Linked DNA regions of Hordeum vulgare: regions 2 and 3 are each linked to region 1. Evidence: chromatin contacts called from public Hi-C data. All regions are on one chromosome and are shown on one strand. Each heading gives the region's core, a stretch centred on a gene start, on an enhancer-like site or on the middle of the called end of the contact. The rest is flanking DNA. Distances are from core to core; before and after follow the strand shown. Region 1 holds the start of LOC123425670 (protein DETOXIFICATION 12-like). Region 2 holds the start of LOC123425666 (probable arabinosyltransferase ARAD1). Region 3 holds the start of LOC123425667 (probable protein phosphatase 2C 64).

Region 1 (3,680 bases), core at 331-2,830:
GCTCGTTTCCTCCTTATCAAAAAAAAACTTAAAGTATCTATAAAAGTAAAAGTAAATTACCTTTTTTCTTAATCCCGCAAAATAAAATCACCTTTTCTTAATCTCTTTATTCATATTTATAATATCGGATTAAAGCATATATCTCTTGCATCAGAGCCCCCTTCATTCACATTTTTATGTCTTTTTTTTGGATAGTAAAATCGTCATGTAAATTAATGTCTGCTACTTATAATTTACATGACGATTTTACTATAAAAAGACTATATGTGTACCTATAATACATTAATTTATAGTCTTTTTTTATGTCAGTGGAGTGGAATTTTTTTATGTCAGTGTAAATCGTCATATAAAATACATTAATTTAGAGAAATTCCACTCCACTGAAATGTGTACCTATAATACATTCCTATAATACATTAATTTATAGTCTTTTTTATGTCTTTAAACCTGCTACTTGTAATTGCTCTAAATTAAGGGAAACGTTACTTTTCAACCGACGGATCCTGATTTCGCGTCCACCGTCTCCTTTGTTCGCCACGTGGCCGGGCGGACGAGCCGTGACCCGTTTCCTGTCCTGAAACAACTCCGTTGTTTCTGCAACTTGGAAGTAGTTGCAGAACGAGGGACCCAGGCATGGCGACGACGGCTTCCACGGGAAGAGCTCGCCGGCCGCCTCGCCGCCTAGAGCTCGCCGGCCGCCCCGCCGCCTAGAGCTCGCCGGCCGCCCCGCCGCCTAGAGCTCGCCGGCCGCCCCGCCCCGCCGCCAAGAGCTCGCCGACCGCCCCGTCGCCTAGAGCTCGCCGGCCGCCCCGCCGCCTAGAGCTCGCCGGCCGCCCCGCCGCCAAGAGTTTCCCTGCTCGCTAGGTAGTGGTTCTGCAACTTGAGCTTTGTTGCAAAATTTCCTGAAACATGACCTTTGTTGCAAAAAATTCTCCCGCAAAAACGAAGAAAAAAATCCTGCAACAAGCAAATTGTTTCTGAAACTCCACCGTTGTTTCAGGAATTAACAGATCCAAAGTTTATTTCTTGCAACAAAGCGAAAGTTTTCGCAACTCGAGCGTCGTTTCAGAACCATGCGGCGGGGATGCAGGGCGTTAGATCGCCATCCGACGGCTAGCTAGGTGACGGATAATTTTTAGAAATCATCCGACGGATGCGTAGCGTTTCCCCTAAATTAATGTATTTTTATGTCAGTGGAGGGGAATTTCAGTTCTTAAAGGTACACATTTTACTTTCTTAGTCCTAATAATTGTTTTAATTTTATATTAAATTTAGTACGTATTAAGTTGTATTAAGATCGAGACATGGACGGATGCGCGCCTCGACGTCTAGTACTTGCCGTTTTTAATTAAATTATAAACACATTAAGCACGGGTTTTGACCGGATCGAAGCTACGACTAATCCTGCTGCGGGTGGATGGCTTTATCGCTCGCCTCCAAAGTCCAGACGAAGTACTCCAGAATATTTCGACGAGGGAGCAAAGCGTCCGCATCCCAACCCAACCTGCCCTGACCCGGAACCCGACCCCACGGCGGCTTCTCATTTTCCATTTAAAAAGAGCGAGAACACATGGGGGAATTAGGACTAGAGAAGCCAACCCTGTCTTGCTCCTATTAATAAGGAGATATTATTGCAGGAGATGAGTCCACGAACCCGCGTCCTCTTCCCGTTCCATTTCCACAGCAGCCAGCTCCCTCCACTTGGTCCGGGGGCGGGCATCCATGGACTCTTCCTCCGAGGCGCCGCTGCTGCTCAGCAGGGGGAACAGTCACAAGGAGGTGCCCCATGAGGCGGGAGGCAAGCGGCAGCGGTGGTGGAGGGAGGCGGCGGAGGAGTCCGGCCGGCTGGCTGCGCTGGCTGCGCCGATGATCGCTGTGGCGCTGCTGCAGCTGATGATGCAGCTCATCTCCACCGTCATGGTGGGGCACCTCGGCGAGGTCGCGCTTGCGGGCGCCGCCATCGCCAACTCCCTCACCAACGTCTCCGGTTTCAGCGTCCTCGTGAGCTCCCTCCCACCAACCCCATCTTTACGCCTGCCCTTCCTTTCACATTTGTGCTTACTTTTTTCTTTTTTGCATAATGCGATTTTTGTGCGTGCTAGTCGTGACTCGTGAGTCGTCACGGTTGAATCGAATGCCTGAATGGGAGATGCATGCCTTCTCTCATCCGGGTACACTTGGTACCCAGGAGATGCTTGTACGAATGCTTACGCCAGGGTGGTTGATGAACGCAAGTCAAACATGAGTACCCGTGGCATGAAAAATTGAAAAGGCCCGTGAATTTGGATGCTAATTTTGAAAAGCCATCGTTTGTTTGTTTGTGCTTTAGGCTTCAATTTTGGACCTGCGTGGTTGGTTGCAATATATAGTGCAACTATGAACTATCAGTGTTCTGTTTTGTCTCTTCACATGACGATTATATCGGTACTTCTGACTTAATAAGGCTCATGTACCAGACTTACGAACAAGGAGGCTTCAGGTTCACCTTTCAAATTCAAATGATTCTCTTTCTAAACACGATTTATTTGTTTCTGTTGCTTATCATACGCTAAAGCCACACTGGAGTTCAGACTACTTCCATGTGTCCTATTCGCTTTGGTCGGATTTCAGTTTTCAGTGAGAATATCTAGTAGCACGACCGTCATAAGAGATAATAAGCTTACAAACACACAAACTTCAGCTCTAGTATCACAACTCTGATGGTGTATATCAACGCGGGTCGCCGATATCACTATAAAGTCAAAGGTTGTCAAGTGCAAATTGGATTATTCAGGGCGCCTCTTTTGAGGTTGATCTGAGTCATCTTGTTTCAATCGGGTGTGAGAGATTTGCCAGTCCATTCTCATATTTTAAGTCTGATTATAAGTCTTCCTGCTATAACAAATATAGATCTGAAATTAAGTTGTCGGACCCTTCCCTGGACCATGCGCAAGCGGGAGCTACATGCACCGGGCTACCCTTTCTTTAGGTGTTATTGTAAACCATGTAAACCCTTATATCTTGTAGTAAAATTTTCATACTCTTGTAATCAGCAATTGTTGCCCGCCTTGCACAAGCCATAATTGTTATTCCTGCCATTCTTTCAGCACTATCTCTTCAATTCATCCTAGTTTATCTTCCATTTATTCTGGAACAATATGTATATGATTTGTCAATTCATTACTGACGCAGTTTTCTTTTAGATAGGACTGGCATGCGGATTGGAAACTATTTGTGGGCAGGCCTATGGAGCAGAACAGTATCATAAGTTATCCTTATATACCTACAGGTCCATCATTGTACTTCTTATTGTGAGTGTGCCCATCGCCATTGTATGGGTTTTCATTCCGGAAGTACTTCCTCTCATAGGTCAGCAACCAGAAATTGCAAATGAGGCTGGGAAATATGCATTATGGCTTATCCCTGGTTTATTTGCCTTCAGTGTTGCTCAATGCTTTTCAAAGTTTCTGCAGTGTCAGAGCCTCATCTTTCCTATGGTTCTTAGCTCCATGATCACACTCGCTGTATTTATTCCTCTGTGTTGGTTCATGGTTTATAAAGTTGGTATGGGTAATGCTGGAGCTGCTTTATCCGTCAGCATCTGCGATTGGGTTGAAGTGATTGTCCTTGGTCTTTACATTAAGTTCTCGCCTTCTTGTGAGAAAACACGTGCTCCACTCACGTGGGAAGCTTTTAAAGGA
Region 2 (3,680 bases), core at 763-3,262, 960 kb before region 1:
ATATGAATAATTCATTAAGGGTCAGAAATCATGTTAAGTTCATGTTCAACAACAATGAGGAGATGAAACACAAAAGGACATAATGCACACCATCAATGTTGACGGTGTGGACATCGGGCTCCAGTATTCCGTATGCATGTTCTTCATGGTCGTTGCCTGAAAACATTTTGTGTCCCAATGAGTAAGTACCTTTGGTTGTAACCCTTTGTCATGTACCAGTTTTAGAAAAAAACGCACACCACCTTGATTATGAGTGGTTTGCCCTGCAGCTGGTGTAGGCTGCATCACTGGACCATTATCATCAGAATGCGCTATACCTGAAACTATAGGAGAGGGCCAAATTAAAGAAGAAAGTCAAAACTCATAATTTAGCACCATTAATAAGTCACAGAAGTAACCTCTTTTTTTAAAAGAATCTTCTTGGATACGTAGGTTGAGTTGTGGGTTCTCTACCACTTCCATTTGTGTGACTCTTACTTGTCCAGACTTTCGTTGAATCTGGTATGCATCATTTCTGTGCAACCAATCGGATTCGTCGCCATCATAAATATTCTCGTTTTCGTCTAGAAGCTCTGTGGAATTTGGTACTGCACCACCCGCACATGTTATGTTAGCCAGTTGTGTGACTGCTGATTGTCCGGTAGCCATGACTTGTGTTACAAGGTTACTGCCATCAAGGACGACAACATTATGCTTTTTCTGGTCACGGGCCTGTCGCTGTCGCTTTAATATTTCCTCTCTATTCTGTGCATACCGCTCACGTTCAATGCGGTTCTTAATATCACTACGGTCTGAATAGACAAAGAATAGATCGTTAAATAACAATACGTATGGGCCTTATATCATTTAGTTGATGGTCATTACCTTGTGATATAGTCAGCTGTGCGTTTGCCGCACTGATCTCGGCAGCGGCAATCTTCTTCTGTTTATAGGCCTCACGTCGTCTCTTATTAATCTCATCCCTATTTTGTGCATACCGCTCTCTATCCCTCTGCCTTTTTACTTCTTTAGGGTATGTAATAAATGAGACAATTTAGCAGTCGAGCAACAAAGCAAAAATATACTGATTAGGTACTGATCATCACCCAACGATTGGGAGTTGCTTATATCCTGGAAGGGGGTGCGCGTCTTGTTGGGAGTGGTTGGTGTCATACGAACTCCGCCAACTCTGTTAATGTGAAAAATGTCATCATACCATTGTACAGGAAGGTATAGAGTTTCATGTTCAACTACATCCTACTATTTACCATCAAAGTTTTCTTGTTCTGCGTATGGAACCATTTGAATTCAGTTTTCATTAATTATTTAGAATAATGGATCATGATGTAGTTGTTATGATAATTTGCAGAAAGACAACCAGATCAATCAAAGCAATAGATGGATCAGAACGCAGAGAGAAGGCAACACCTTATACGGCGTATAGCTTGTCATCGCGGCCGTGGACGGTGCCTCGGCGGCTGCAGCTCTATTGGTGAAGACCTCGTCGTCGCGGCCGTTGGCGGATGCGTCAACGTTTGCAGCTCTGTTGGTGAAGAGCTCGTCGTAGCGGCCGTTGGTGGATGCGTCGACGACTGCGTCTGGACGGCGACGACGACGCACGAACTGCTAGACGTATGGACGGCAACGTTGAACGGGGCAGGTTGATATGATTTCCCTTATTTGTTGTTTGTTTCCGTATAAGGTGCTGGACATGAATTTAGCTATTTTGTTTAGCACTTTCCCTAATTTAGCACTTCCCCTAATTTGACGTGAACGTGAACGGGGGAGATTTTTTTGTTGCACGTCAACTGGCAGAGTTTTCGTCCGTGCAACTAATATGGTAGACGTACATTTAAGGTGGGCCTGGTACAATTTTGATGGTTAGATATAATTAGAAGATCTGATCGTAAGGTTATAATTCCTCTACGGGAAATTGTGTAGGTTTGATTGGGGTGACGCAGCGATGAATACGTTGGACTGTTTATTAGTGGTATAGATAACATGTCGAGTCACCGACCTGTGGGACCTAAAGTCCAGTAGCGCTAGCACAAACAAGTGTGAGCCACTAGCCCCACTACTACCCCCAATCGCCGTCGTCCCGCTCTCTCCGATCCTCCGCCGCCCGGCCGTAGTCTTCGTCCGGCCACATGTGGGAGCGCGGCAGGCCGCCCCGTAAGCAGCGACCGGCGCCTCTGATCTTGCCGGCGTCGGCGCTGGTGTCGCCCCCGCCCCCTCGATTCGTCTTCCCCAGATCCCTCTTCGCACTCGCCGCCCGCGCCATGCCGTCGCGCCGCCCCTCCCCTGTCATCCTCCTCCTCCTCGCGCTCGCGCTCGCGCTACTCTTCCTTCTCCTGTCCCCCTCTGGCCCCTCCGCCTCCCGCCTTTCCCACCCCTTCGTCTCCACCTCTCCTTCCTCTTCCGCCTCCTCCCCTCCCTCCCCCGTCAAGATCTACATGTACGACCTGCCGTCCAAGTTCACCTACGGCGTCGTCCGCAGCTACATGTCCGCGAGGGGCCCCTCGGGTTCGTCGGATGCGGCCGCGGTGCTGGCAGACGAGGAGCTGCGGTATCCGGGGCACCAGCACTCGGCGGAGTGGTGGCTCTTCAAGGACCTCCGTCAACGGGGACCACGTGATCGCCCCGTGGCCCGCGTGGATGACCCGGTCGAGGCCGACCTCTTCTACGTGCCCTTCTTCTCGTCCCTCAGCCTCGTCGTCAACCCCATCCGCCCCCCGGCGGCCGCCAATGCCTCCGAGGCGGCGGCCACGGTGGGGCCTTCGTATAGCGACGAGGCCATGCAGGACGAGCTGGTGGAGTGGCTGGAGCGGCAGTCGTACTGGCGGCGGTACCGGGGAAGGGACCACGTGTTCATCTGCCAGGATCCCAACGCGCTCTACCGGGTGGTGGACCGGATCAGCAATGCCGTACTCCTCGTCTCTGACTTCGGCCGCTTGCGTGGTGATCAGGCCTCTCTCGTCAAGGATGTCATCCTGCCTTACTCCCACCGCATCAACCCCTTCAAGGGCGATGTCAATGTTGACAGCAGGCCTGCATTGCTGTTTTTCATGGGCAACCGGTACCGAAAGGAGGTGAGCTCCGGAATCCGAAACAAATATTACACTTTTTTTCTAGAGATTGATGTGTCATAAACTCATAATGACACTTGATAAGCTATGATTAGATCTTTCAGAGCACTCAGTGTTAAATTCTTGTCGAAGAAGTTATAAAAATGGATTCAGGTGAAACGAAAGTTAGGATATGAATATATGATTACCTTGAATTTTGTTTGCTTAGATGACTGAGATTACTTCGTGTAAATAAGGAATGACTGTCCAGGCACCGATATCATAGGGTAATTCAACCAGGAGTCTAGGACACCATTTTGTATTCAAGGGGCAACACATACAGTCTCCTGAAGTGACTATTGATATTAGGCAATTAGTTACGCATTTAAAGGCATGTTGGCTACACAAATTGCTGAGAATTGATATATTATTAAGTAGTAGTCTTTTACTATTGCAAAGCACAATCTTTTCAAAATCACAAACTTGTATACTTCTTAATCTACCTACTTAATACTCCCTCTGTCAGAAAATACTTGTCAGAGAAATGGATGTATCTAGAAGTATTTTAATTCTAGATACATCCATTTTAATTCATTTCCGCGACAAGTAATTAGGGATGGATGGAGTATTTATTGC
Region 3 (3,680 bases), core at 301-2,800, 910 kb before region 1:
GGCCGAGTGATAAGACGCGTCCGACTGATGCAAAGCCGTCCGAGTGGCTCTGAACAGGCCGAGTGATGGTCATAGAACCGAGTGAGGTCGAGGCTTCAACGGTAACTTGTGGGATACTGATGTCCGTGAGGGATCCTAGGCGGGCCTAAGGAAACATGTCCATAGGCCTACCCCTAAGGCACAACCCCATCACCGGATGAGCCTTCTAACGTGTGTCCAACCGACTAATCTTTTATGTATTGTTTCAATGAACTAGTCCGCTTCATGATTTCTACACCTTTTATTTGGTGTTAAAAACATTTTTATATTATGAAACGAAGGGAGTATTTGATTGTGAGTGAGCCTATCATGGTGGGAGTAACGTCGTGACCGACCGCGCAAAACTGTTGGCGCAAAGAAGTGAAGTGATCAGTCTAAGTGGATCGTGAATGGAAAACTAAGTACCCAACATCTCGGAGTGACGCTGTTTTTAAAAACTATATTGATGTTATTTTTATATAAAAATTAAAGTTCTTAAAATTACATAAACAATTTTATGAATTATTTTTAAAATTTATAAGAATTTATCGAGCGATCACGCAAGATCTATTGACGCAAAGAAATGAAGTGATAAGTCCGAGTGGATTGCGTTTGGAGGCGGGAGCCCCATAACACACACGCACACACAGATGAGAATCGTATCCGAGCCGCTCCATACACCCCGTTTGCGTCGGAATCCTCCTCCCGGGAGGACGTGTCTATCTATCAATCTATCTATATCGAGATACCAGTAATCTGAAATCATGGGAAAACAGCCCGTGTGCGCCCCTCGCCCTCCCTAATGATCGACCCATGCGTGCAGGCGGGGCAGTGGTTGGGCATTAAACAAGTGAGGACGAGGAGGAAGGTCGCCTCGCTCGCTCAAGTGGGATGGCAGCCGGCGAGCCGCTAGGTCCCCCCGTAACTGAAAACATTGGCTCCGCTGGGATCGGCGGACCTACGGACGGAGCACTCGAGTGGGTATAAATGGGCAGCCGGGCTCGTATCGTATCCTCCGCCATGATGGCGCGGAAAGATACTCGCAGCTCGCAGGCAGCCGCGCCGCGCCGCGCAGCAGGAAACGAACCCCGCGGCGCCCGTGCGCGCACGCCGGCCAGCCGTCTGGCTGGCTCGCCGCTTTCCACACGCTTCTTTTCATTAAATAAAGATTAAAGAATCTTGTAGCGGACTCGCGCGGCCTCTCCAATTGGATGGAATACTAATTCTTTTCGATTTGGATCACGTCGCTGTTGAGAAAGGTCACGGGTAACAACAAGCCGTAATTACACGGCTCAAGTGAACAAATCTTTGTGATTAGGGAGGGAGAGATGGTTGATTGATATATACTACTACTAGTACTAGTGCATCTGTGATCCGTTCAATGCCCGCTCTGACCATCGCCGCCACGGCACACCGGTCGGCCATGCTCGCCGCTTGCTTGTTTATTCCTCGCAGCTCGCGTCCGGTCAGTAAACAAAGTTCTACTCCTGGCCATATTACCTGCCGCGGCTTAGTTAATCAGGAAAGGTGGTGGTATGTTACGTAGAGTACTAGGAGTAAAAAAACAAGAGAGCAGCTAGAGCTAGCCCTCAAGGTCGTCGTGGGCGTGTCGGGAGCCATCAACCAGGGGCCTCTTCCTCCGTGACCCTGCCGCCCCGGAGGACGGAGGTGGCTGTCTGTTCTGCCTCTCGGCGTGCGTGTGCGTGTGCGTGTGCGTGCGTGTGTCACTGCCGCAGCGCAATAAATAAGCAGCCCTCCGTTCCCGACCTCGCTCGTCTGCCTCCTCTCGCCTCGTCCATGGGATGACGGGGCCGCCTTGACTTTTCGTGCCCATGTTGAGTTTGAGTGCCGCATCTGCAACTCCCGGCTCCTCCTGAGACAAGCAAGCAACAAGAAAGAATCCTTCCTCCTGCACCCGGCGCCGGCGACCTCTTGCGGCGTGTTTCTTGCTGGCTGGCTGGCTGGCATTGGTAGCGGGCGATGGGGAACTGCGCGGCGAGAGGGGACACGGCGGTCACGGCGGCCGGCGCGGGCGGCGAGGACGGGAAGAGGCGGCGGGGGAGGTGGAAGGCGCCGCGGGAGGACCAGCTGGGGACGGTCCCCGGGCGGATCTTCTCCAACGACGGCCGCAGCCGCACAGCCTCCGTCTTCACGCAGCAGGGCCGCAAGGGGATCAACCAGGACGCCATGCTCATCTGGGATGTAAGCTACTAACCAACAGCCCGAGAATCACTCCCCCTCCATCTCTCCCCTCCCTCCTTCCCATTTCGAGGCGATTAGATTGATCCGGCCGATGTGGTCCAATGGACATGGTGGCAGGGGTTCGGCGGGGAGGAGGACGGCGTGCTGTGCGGGGTGTTCGACGGCCACGGGCCGCACGGCCACCTGGTGGCGCGCAGGGTGCGGGACTCGCTGCCGCTCAGGCTCATGTCCGCCGCGCGCGCCTCGCCCAAGACCGGGCTGGACATGCCGGCCACCGCCTGGAGGAAGGCCTTCACGCGCGCCTACAAGGCCATGGACAAGGACCTGCGCTCCCACCCCTCGCTCGACAGCTTCTGCAGCGGCAGCACCGCCGTCACCGTCCTCAAGCTCGTACGTCCGGACATTCACATTCACATACTCTTCTGCGTCCCGTCCGAGCAGAAATGTTCTGTTTCTGACCCCCTCTTTGTCCGTGCGCGTCGCGGTTTCTGCACGCAGGGCTCGGACCTTTACATGGCCAACATCGGGGACTCGCGCGCCGTCCTAGGCTCCAGAGACGCCGCCGCCGGCGGCATGGCGGCCGTGCAGCTCACCGTTGACCTCAAGCCCGACGTCCCCAGTACGCCACTACACAAATTCAATTTAGCCCGTGCGTCATTTCGTGCTGGTACTTTCTGTGTTAATACCAGATCACTGGTCTGCGATGTCAGGCGAGGCGGAGCGGATCAAGAAGTGCAGGGGCAGGGTGTTTGCGCTGCAGGACGAGCCGGAGGTGCCGAGGGTGTGGCTGCCGTTCGACGACGCGCCGGGCCTGGCCATGGCGCGGGCGTTCGGGGACTTCTGCCTCAAGGACTACGGCGTCATCTCGGTGCCGGAGTTCTTCCACTGGCCTCTCACGGACAAGGACCAGTTCGTCATCCTTGCATCCGACGGGGTAATTACACACCTCTCGCATTTCTCTGTCCTACTGTATATACAAGACATGGTTGGTGGTCATTCCTATGCGCCCGTGCAACGGCATAGATATCTGAGTCCGTTCCAGCAAAATCTTGCCTCTTTCCTCTTGTCGGAGCTACTTAAATTAGTTGCAGTGTAATGTCAATCTGTCACCCTTTTGCGTTCGCGACGCACTGATTAGTCTCACATGGCGGGCCTTCAACATTCAAGGCGTATGGTAGAAGCTCCAAGAACCTTAGGAATGATAGTATACACGGACGATCCACTCCTTTTGACTTCAAAATGCTCTAGCTTTCGGGGTTGGTTGCGTAAACTGTCATGGTGACAGGGGCGATGGTATTAGTTTCCGCCATCTGTACCGTTGTGACTTGCTGCATAAATAACGATTAGCCAGCGTAACACACTTCTTTGCTGCATCGTCACCCACCTCTTGCCATCGGCTGTACTTCAACTCTTATATCTTATCCAAGTTCAGCTTGGAAGACTAATTGGTTTAATCGCTG

The links. A called contact is a pair of places that touch in the nucleus more often than the background predicts.
Region 2: a Hi-C map of leaf shows a contact between it and region 1, with 6 times the contacts expected there. The contact joins the promoter of LOC123425666 here to the promoter of LOC123425670 in region 1. A contact is called at or near these places in 2 of 6 Hi-C or Micro-C datasets (leaf and seedling).
Region 3: a Hi-C map of seedling shows a contact between it and region 1, with 2.4 times the contacts expected there. The contact joins the promoter of LOC123425667 here to the promoter of LOC123425670 in region 1. A contact is called at or near these places in 1 of 6 Hi-C or Micro-C datasets (seedling) and 1 of 1 datasets of contacts at active chromatin or transcription factors (embryo).

What each region holds. Positions count from the first base shown.
Region 1 is chr2H:162,408,413-162,412,092 of MorexV3_pseudomolecules_assembly, forward strand. LOC123425670 (protein DETOXIFICATION 12-like) reads left to right here and starts at 1,581. Exons shown (of 7, transcript XM_045109372.1): 1 at 1,581-2,001; 2 at 3,183-3,680. The coding sequence starts at 1,723.
Region 2 is chr2H:161,449,844-161,453,523 of MorexV3_pseudomolecules_assembly, forward strand. LOC123425666 (probable arabinosyltransferase ARAD1) reads left to right here and starts at 2,013. Exons shown (of 3, transcript XM_045109367.1): 1 at 2,013-3,068. The coding sequence starts at 2,127.
Region 3 is chr2H:161,502,638-161,506,317 of MorexV3_pseudomolecules_assembly, forward strand. LOC123425667 (probable protein phosphatase 2C 64) reads left to right here and starts at 1,551. Exons shown (of 5, transcript XM_045109369.1): 1 at 1,551-2,220; 2 at 2,338-2,610; 3 at 2,719-2,839; 4 at 2,931-3,154. The coding sequence starts at 1,999.